2 separate regions of the Ovis aries genome follow, and region 1 is linked to region 2. Evidence: chromatin contacts called from public Hi-C data. All regions are on one chromosome and are shown on one strand. The core of a region is the stretch at or near the end of the contact, and the rest is flanking DNA. Distances in the headings are between cores, read along the strand shown.

Region 1 (4,367 bases), core at 901-3,400, 210 kb before region 2:
GGATCCATCTTTTCTAACTGTGAAATCTTTGCATTTCCCTAATGCAGAAAGAAAATTAAATCGTTCCCTGCAAGATAGTACTGCTATTGATCCCCAGCCCATTAATTACTCCTAATTTCCCTTGTAAGCATACAATAACAGCTGTGCAATCCATGTGCCGTCAATCCATGTGCCACAGTGACAGCCTGTTGAAATGCTTGGCTAAATGAATTTGGTCATGGTGGGGTGATCAGGAATTCCTCGTAGGACTGCATAACTGTTCTGTAATAGCCAACAGGATCTGCAACCCATACAGCAGAGCTGGTCCAGCGTCCTGCTCCTCCATATCAGCACCATGTCTCCCCGAGGTGCTAGGCAATGGCCTTCCTCCAAGAGCTGAGGCTCATTTTCTTCTTTGAAGCTCATTGCTATGTGCCTGACTCCAGACAGCAGTACATCCTTCAGCTTTAACCTTGTCAAGAAACCGTCAATCAATCTAACAGCAAACATTTATTCATCATCTCCCACACGCAGGGCACCGTGATGGATGCTTTGGGGTTTGTCAAGCAATATAAGATGTGGCTTCTAACCTATAAGAGTTTATTGCCTAATTCAAGAGATAGAACATTTAACAATTCAAAAGGTGGAATTGTAAAAGGTGGAATGTTAAAAGTGACAAATTAAGAGGTGATGGGGGAAAGGGAGCTAACATTTGTCAAATGCCTATACATTGTGCTCAATGCTTCACATACGCTTTTCACTTAATCATCCTGCCTTGCTTTTAACTTCATCTTACAGACTTAGAGATGAAGAAAGTTGCCTAAAATCACCCAGATAGATAAAGGCAGCACCTACATTAAAACTTCAGTGAATGTGATTTCAGAGCTCTGCTCTTCCGGATCCAAAACTTTGCTCTTCCCAGTGTGTAGAATACCTCTCCAAAGAAAATAAACAGTCTAAGAATTCACTGGAATAAGTTACCAGCTTGATGATGCCTGAGACATAGTTGGCAGGCAACAAGTAGTTGAATGAGTGAATCTGGTAGTCTTTGGCACACAAAGATTTTGTTTTTATAAAGCATGGATCAAAGTAAACCACCTGTGAAGAGGCAGAGAGAAAGCGGGTTTAAAATTTTAGACAAGTTGCAGAATTTGTGTAGTATAATCTCATTTTCAAAACTATATATTTGGGCATATGTTATGGAGCACTATGTGTTGGCACTTTGATAAACATATTCTATCTACATCAGCCATATAATATACTCTTACACAAATGCTTGCAAATGCATGAACAAACCTCTGAGAAATACACACCAAACTATTGGAGACCAGAAATTACATCTGAGGGAGCAAGGGAAGACAAGCTTTACATTATACATTTCTCCAAGAGTTGGTTTATAATGAGATGTGTTATTTTATAATTTCAAAAGGAAAACATCTGAAGAAACTTGAGTATCAGTCTTATTTCCATTTAAAACTTTCTATGTCCATTTTTAACTTCTCAGAGAATGTTTCCTTTGGACTTGGAGCGTGTGCTAACTTCCATGGTAGTTCTGTCTCAGGAATTCTTTCTTGGCTACTACAGAACACATTACGTGTGTCAGTGCCATCCAGAAGGCAAAGGACAGTGACGCTTTCTCTTTATCTTTAGGGTTGCATTTTTAAAAAATATTTCCTGTTTTTATTGGCATGGTTATGAAATGTGAGATAGCACACACAGGATTGCCACAATTCCCATTTTCGACCTATCTTTGTGTCCCACACATTCTTCAGATTCCTATCACCTCAGTGTCTGTAGTTTCCACACGGAGAGCCTAACAGTGTGGCGCAATTGTCCTCTGCAATGCAGCAGACCAACAGAAAGATGCCGAGCCCTGCTGCAGTTTCACAACACGGAGGGTCTTTCCACTTCAGCTGGACAGATGCCCAGAAAGGCTGGGTGGAGGATACTTAAGGTCTCTACCCAGAGGCCAGGCCTGTCAGAACTGAAATGGCTCCACCCAGTCAGCAAGGGACGCTGCACGTGGGGCAATCCGCCTCGCATCCCTCTGTGTATTGTTTAGTTGGGCAACTGGGGCAGTTGTTCACGGGGCAACAGGGACTCCACCACCTACCACAGCTGGGCTGTCACTGCTGGGCTTCTGAGAGTTACTTCTGCCTATTGGTGACCACGCCCTTTCCCAGACTGGGCCACAGGAAGTCAGGCTGGGAGGGGAGGAGGCCCTGCAAGTGAGCGGTGGGAACCACACAATCTCCGTGCTGCTGACCAAGATCTACTCCACCCCTCACCAGAGAAACTGGCCCGGAACCAGCTTTCCTCCTCCTCCCCAGCTCTCCTGCCCTGAATGGCTGACTTGGGTGAGGTTTACATTCATTTTCTTCATATTTGAAATGTTTGGGTACAGGATCAACTTGTTCACCACTCAGACTGCACACAAGAAGCCTTACCTTGAAGTATGCTCAGCCTCCATTAATCAAGTCACACATATGGGAAAAACAAGTAGATAGCATTGTATATTTTTTCTTTTTTTACTGATGGTAACAGTTGTTGCCAGTTACTTGGTTTCAATTTTTTGCAGTTGGAATGTACAGCCTTGGTACAACCTTTCTGAAGCATGGATCAAAAGCCTTACAGATGTTTATATCCACCAGTAATTCCACTTCAGGGAATTGAATCTAAAGGAACGCAAGATGTACACACAGGATTTTTTTCTTTTTAAAGTTACAACCATAGGGATAGAATACTTTAAATAATATTTTAGAGCATTTTTTAAAAGAATGAGGAAATGCTCATGATAAATGAAAAAAAACTATATTTATGTGAAAACAGTCTGTGAAAATATGCATACGTACATACATGTAACATATAGATGTGCTGTACGTGCAAAGAGAGAGGGAGCACTTTTTCTCTTGAACTGCCTTCTATCCTTGGTACCACATGCTGCACCCTCTCCTAGACTTCCTGCTAGTCACTGGCTGATCTCCTATGCTGCATCCTCCCCTACTTTCCAATAGATACATTTTGGACGCCCTCAGGTCTCCGTGCTCAGTCTTCCTCTCCATCTGAATTTAACTTCCCTAGACCAGTCATCTCTTCTCCATCCTCTCTAGACTGATGAGCCTCAAGTTAAAGTCTCCAGTCCCATCTTCTTCCCCAGAGCTCTCACCATACGTCCAATTGCCTACTCAAAATCTTGATTGGGGTATGAAATTTATACTCCTGGTTTCCACCACCATGCCTCCCCCGCACACTTCTTTCTCATTGTTCTCCACCTCTGTACCTGGGTCATCATTGCACCAGAAAAGGGACTAGAAATCTGTTTTCATGCCTTCCTTCCTTAAATCCAGTCCATCAGTAGGTTCCTTTGTCTCTGTGTTCAAAACATATGTGCTCAGTCCAATAACCTTTCACTATCTCCATGGTCAGCTCTCAGCCCAGGACACCAGCATCTATTTCCTAGACTTTTGTAAGAGGCTCCCAACTGGTCTCCCTGCATCGACACTGCCTGCCTACAATCCATTTTCCATACAGCACCCAATGGTTATTTTAAAATGTTAATAAATCAGATGAAAGGTGAGAAATCTGTAACCAAAATATTAAGTTGCCCAAGAATGATGAGATTATGAGCTGTTCTTACTGTCTCTGTCTGCTACTCTGTTATTTGTCAATTTTCCAGTGATAAACACATTTCACTTTTACTGGCAAGAAATCAAAATGTTGTTTGGGAAAATGAAAATCATTACAGATTTCAGCCTGAAATACTAGTATTTCTCTCCCGTGAATCAGTCTGGCAGACCAGCACCAAACAAGCTGCAGAGCAGTAATGAATGCTCAGCTTCCAGATGCAGCCCAAGGAGCAATGGAGGAACGTCCTAAACCAAGGTAGCAAATACACAGTACTTGTGATGCCACATCTCCCTCCTGCACACATAGCAGACGTCACTAAATGATTGCCGCTATTGTCAGCTGAGCTTAGCTGCAGCCTTGAAATTCTCAACACAGAGGCAGCCTCTATCACTCAGTTAGGATTGACACTTAGGAGCAAACATTAGTCATCTGTAATTAGCATTCTATGTGAAGACTGAAATGTTAAAATATTACGCTCCTTTTAAGTGAATATAATCCACTAAATATTTTCAAATTATCTTTACATCTAAAGCTTTATATATTTGCAAAGAATCCTATAAGGTCAGTAGGGTAGGTATTTTTATTTCCTTTATAAATAGAACTGAGGGGCCCCAGGGTTTAAAGTCACACAGCAGAACTCTGGTCTCCTTTTGCTTGTCCGTGGTTTCCATAAACCTCTGCAGGCTACGAGAGAGGTCAGAACCACACACCAGACACTGACCACAGCAGCGAGGGAGGTGGGGGCCTGGGTTAGCACCAAA
Region 2 (4,159 bases), core at 1,288-3,787:
TTTCACATGTTTAATGATACTTTTAAAAAGAAAAATATTTGAATTGTATGAAATTCAAATTAGTATCCATAAATAAAGTTTTATTAGAAATAGTCACACTCATTCTTTATGTATCCTATGGCTGTTTGCACAACAAAGGCAGAGTTGAGTAGCTGTAAAACTGGCCCACAAAAACTTAAATATTTTCTATCTGGCTTTATATAAAAAGTTTGCAAGCCACTGCCCTAGTAGGAAGGTAGAAAATAAGTGACAAAAAAAGGGAGCAGTAGTGTTACGGGGATTCAGTAGAGAAGAGACCACATTAAATTGGAACGATCAGAAAAGATGCTCTTTCTTGGAGAAAGTAAATGGACCTTGAATGAAGGGCAGAGGTAGGAAGGGGCATTCCAAGCAGAGGAAATCACCTCTGTACACCGGAGAGGTGGGGAAGCACTACGGCTGGGCAAGATGAGAAGTCTACTCTGACTGTAAGCCATTTTTAAGTGGAAGGGAAAAATAAGATACAAGGATTTTAATTTTAGTAGGACAGGGGAGTAACTGAATACTCTCTTAGGAAGAGAGTGGCTTGCTTAGTAAGCTTTAAGGTAATATCTGGCAACAATGTGTAGAAAGGATGACAGTAGGAATAGAGAGGAGGCCACAGGCAAGGCAGGAAGGTGCCCCCAGAGTCCAAGAGTTGAGAAGAAACGCCAAGCCAAACAGCACGGTCTCGGGAGAAATGAATTACTATCTGATAGACCTGCCAATTGACTGATGGCTTCAGGAAAGGCAGAAAAAGGAGTATCAGGATTTAAGACTGATAATTTAGTCTAATTTAAATTAGACAATTTAAGGTAATTTAAAAGATGATATAATTAACAAAGGAGAAGAAACTTGTTTGGTGACAAAGGTGATGAGTTCAGTTTGCCCGCATGACTTATTAAAGCTGCCAGTGGAATATCATGTTGCAGGTTTTAAGGTGACAGGAGCTTTCAAGAACTCAAACCCAAAAATGAATTCAGTGCTTAAAAGATCTTTGCCTGGATTTCCAGTCTAACAGAAGAAAACCAATGTTTTTCTTTTCTTTTCTTACAAATATATTTTAATTAAACTATTTTACATATTCTCTCAAACTCGAAATAACTCTAGCTCCAATCTTCTAAAACCTACTCTTTCTGGGGAAAAAAGAAAATCAATTGCCCAAAGGTCGAAGAGTTTAAAAAGAGAGAGAGAAAGGAAAAAGCAGTATAGCCAAGTAACATTGCTCCCATGAACTCAGTTTCAGGCTTTCAGACTTTTCAAAGTTTTCTGCAATAATTGAAAGGTCAATAAATTTAAGTTTATTGGTGATTCATTCATTCAGAATTTACAATAATTCCTACAGACTGCTCTGACACTTGCCTTTGAAATCTCCATTTTAAAAGGATTTTCTAAGGAAACAAATAACCAAAATACGTAACATATTCCATCAACCTAAATCATGAAAAATCTAGAAAGCACTTACATACAAAAAAACCAAGGATAATTATAGTTCATTCTTATCTATTCCTTTAACTTAGTTTTCAATTACTAGTATTCTTAAAAAGAGTAAAAGTAATCATATTTTCGCTAATCTTCCAAATTTATAAAAATTCATAAAGATTTATTTCAAGAATGCTTTATAACAGGGTCCAGTTAAACTATGGACTAAGCAAAAATAAATCTTTAATGACCTCCCAATCCCAAATTCTCCCTGCACTTTGCTGTTTGAATACTTTTGTCCACCAAAACTCCATTTTATAACAGCTAACATCTTGTGTAAAGGGTAGTTGTATTTTAGCCTTTTCTCTAATAGTGGTAAATTCCACTGTTAAGTCCCCACCCTTTTTGAAACGAGGCATTTTGGAAGAGAAAGTGCTTTCTGTTGCCCAGTAGTCACATCATAAGGACCCCTATAGGTAATTCTTTTAGAGTGCTCGAGTCATGCATTTAAATACACGCTTTATTTCACTCATATAGTTGATTTAGGTACAAAGTTGTTTGGGATTATGTATTGATTAACTGAGTTTGACGGCGTAATTTGGAAAGAATTGTAATAGATTAAGACACCTGACCTTTCAGGAGAAACCATTTCAAGAATGAAAAAGACTGTGCCCTGGCCTAGGCACCTTCACGGGAGCTCTAGGTGTGGAAACAGCGCTGTTACTTCTCGGGCCATTTTCCCCAACACAAAGGAATACGCGAGCACCAACTGTTTGGTGGCGTCGGTGATTAAACTACAGTTTGCACTAAAGGCATCTTTTGAGTTTCGGACGGTTTCTAAGCCCTTGGCACCAGCGTAAACCCACTAAGGTCTCAGAAGTCAAGGCGAGGCCGAAAGGGCAAGGTGGAGAAGGAAGAGAAACACCGAGGACGAAACGCGGCGAAAGGAACCCGGCGTCGGCAAGAGTGGCCCCGCCCCTCGACTCTCTCGCCCCGCCCTTCGGTGCCGCCCCTTCCCGGGCCGCGCACCCGCGCGCCCCGCCCGCGGACGGAAGCGAGAGCGAGGCTGAACGCCTGACGTCAAGGCGACACCGCCAAACCTCGCCCAGAGTCAGGCGTGTAAACCAGCCGGAGCGGCGGCGGCGGCGGCGGCGGCGGCAGCGGCAGCGGCAGCGGCAGCACCGCCGTGGCGCCGGGAGCAGCGACCCGGAGGGAGCGTGAGGCGACGCTGGCTGCGGGCACCCGGTGACAGCGCGAGAGGTTGGCAGAGTGCGTGCGTGGCCACTGAGGGGAGCGGCGGCGGCGGCCGCGCGGGGCGGGGGCCGGGCGCCTGCGGAGGGGAGCTGATGGGGTGCGGCGCGGGCCGGGCGGGGCGCGCGCGACGGTCAGGGGGCCGGGGCGGCGGCGGCGGCGACGGCGACGGCGGCCTTGCAGCGCGGCAGGTGGTGCTGGGGCCCGGCGCCGGTGCGGCGAGCGCGCTGCCTCCCAGGCCGGCGGGGACGAGCCGCCGCCGCGGGGGAACAGCGCGCTTTGCGGAAGGGGTCAAATGTCTGAAATATGGCGGAGGAAGTGAGAGCCCGAGGACCCCCCCACCCGCCTGCTCTTTTCTGGCCGCGGCCGCCGCTGCCTCTCAGCTGCCCGCCGTCCCTCGCCGGAAGACTCATCTCCCCGCCCCGGAGCCCCCTTGCCGGCCGCCTCGGTTCCTTCCCGGGTGTGAGTGGAAGTTAGAACGGAAACCAGAAAGTTGTCTTTTGCGGAGACTCAGCTTCCCCCAGTCCCGAGCAGGGGCGGAGAGCTTTCGGGGGAAACCACTCCCCGGCGCCTTGCGGGCTCGAGCCTGACAGGGGAAAAGTTTGCCTGAAACCGGGCTGGTTTGCTCCATTTGTTGCGGGAAGTGGCAGGAGGAAGGCAGCGGAGGGAGCCCCACCTAATCTGGCAGCAGCCACCGCGAAGAGAAAAAACTGTTAAAGGGGCCTTTCCAATCGTCAGGAAGAGGAAATCTTTCTCTTACAGAGGGAAAGAAAATCCAGGAAGTTTGTCGTCTTCTCTTTTTCGGACATCTCTGTGTGTCTAATCCTAACACTGTCAGCGCCATGAATATTGTTTAAAACTACCCCCATTGAATCTAACCATCCTAGTTTTCCTTCTGAAAACACCGATAGCTTTTGGAGAAAAGACTGTCCTTGCTGAGTTTAAGCTGACCATTTGCTTCCTCTTCGCTTGCTCCCTCTTACTAGTTTAGAACAACATTTTTGCCCTGCAGCTCTTGTTCGGAGTGAAGATGAGCAGTTGTGTGTTACTGTAATGGGAAATCACGTTTTAACGGGGTAGAAAGTTGACACTGAATGAGGATTGTGATTTTAATATTTTAAAATTCAAGCTGATTGTATTTTTGTTTTGCTAGTAGCATAGCATCTACTATATAAACATCTAAAATATAATTTATAATTCTTATAAAACTTAAAGCTTTCAACTCGAAGATTCGTTTTTTTATCCTCTTTGTAATTAGAATGCTATTTGGACTTGCTCAACAAAATCTTAGCAAGAGGTAACTTAAAAAGGGGAGACGTTAATTTAACTTAAAGCTGGTATCACTCGTGAAAACTGAACCTTGAATAGTATTTGAGTCATAATGTAGTCATGGGACTTTTTAGGGCCGGAAAGGGCTATTTAGATCATCCACTCCCACCCTCTGAACTTACGGTGGAGGAAACTGAGG

The links. Hi-C and Micro-C count contacts between places; a contact is called where the count stands out from the background.
Region 1: a Hi-C map of tail adipose tissue shows a contact between it and region 2, with 2.3 times the contacts expected there. The contact joins the enhancer-like site here to the promoter of RAP1B in region 2. A contact is called at or near these places in 3 of 16 Hi-C or Micro-C datasets (blood, skin fibroblasts and tail adipose tissue).

What each region holds. Positions count from the first base shown.
Region 1 is chr3:151,586,209-151,590,575 of ARS-UI_Ramb_v3.0, reverse strand. No RefSeq gene overlaps it. Among named protein-coding and RNA genes, the nearest start is that of MDM1, 38 kb to the left of the region's middle. Within about 2 kb of position 2,150, at least 20 of the 54 cell types and tissues checked have an H3K27ac peak or open chromatin away from gene starts, as enhancers often do.
Region 2 is chr3:151,379,771-151,383,929 of ARS-UI_Ramb_v3.0, reverse strand. RAP1B (RAP1B, member of RAS oncogene family) reads left to right here and starts at 2,537. Exons shown (of 9, transcript XM_060412827.1): 1 at 2,537-2,700.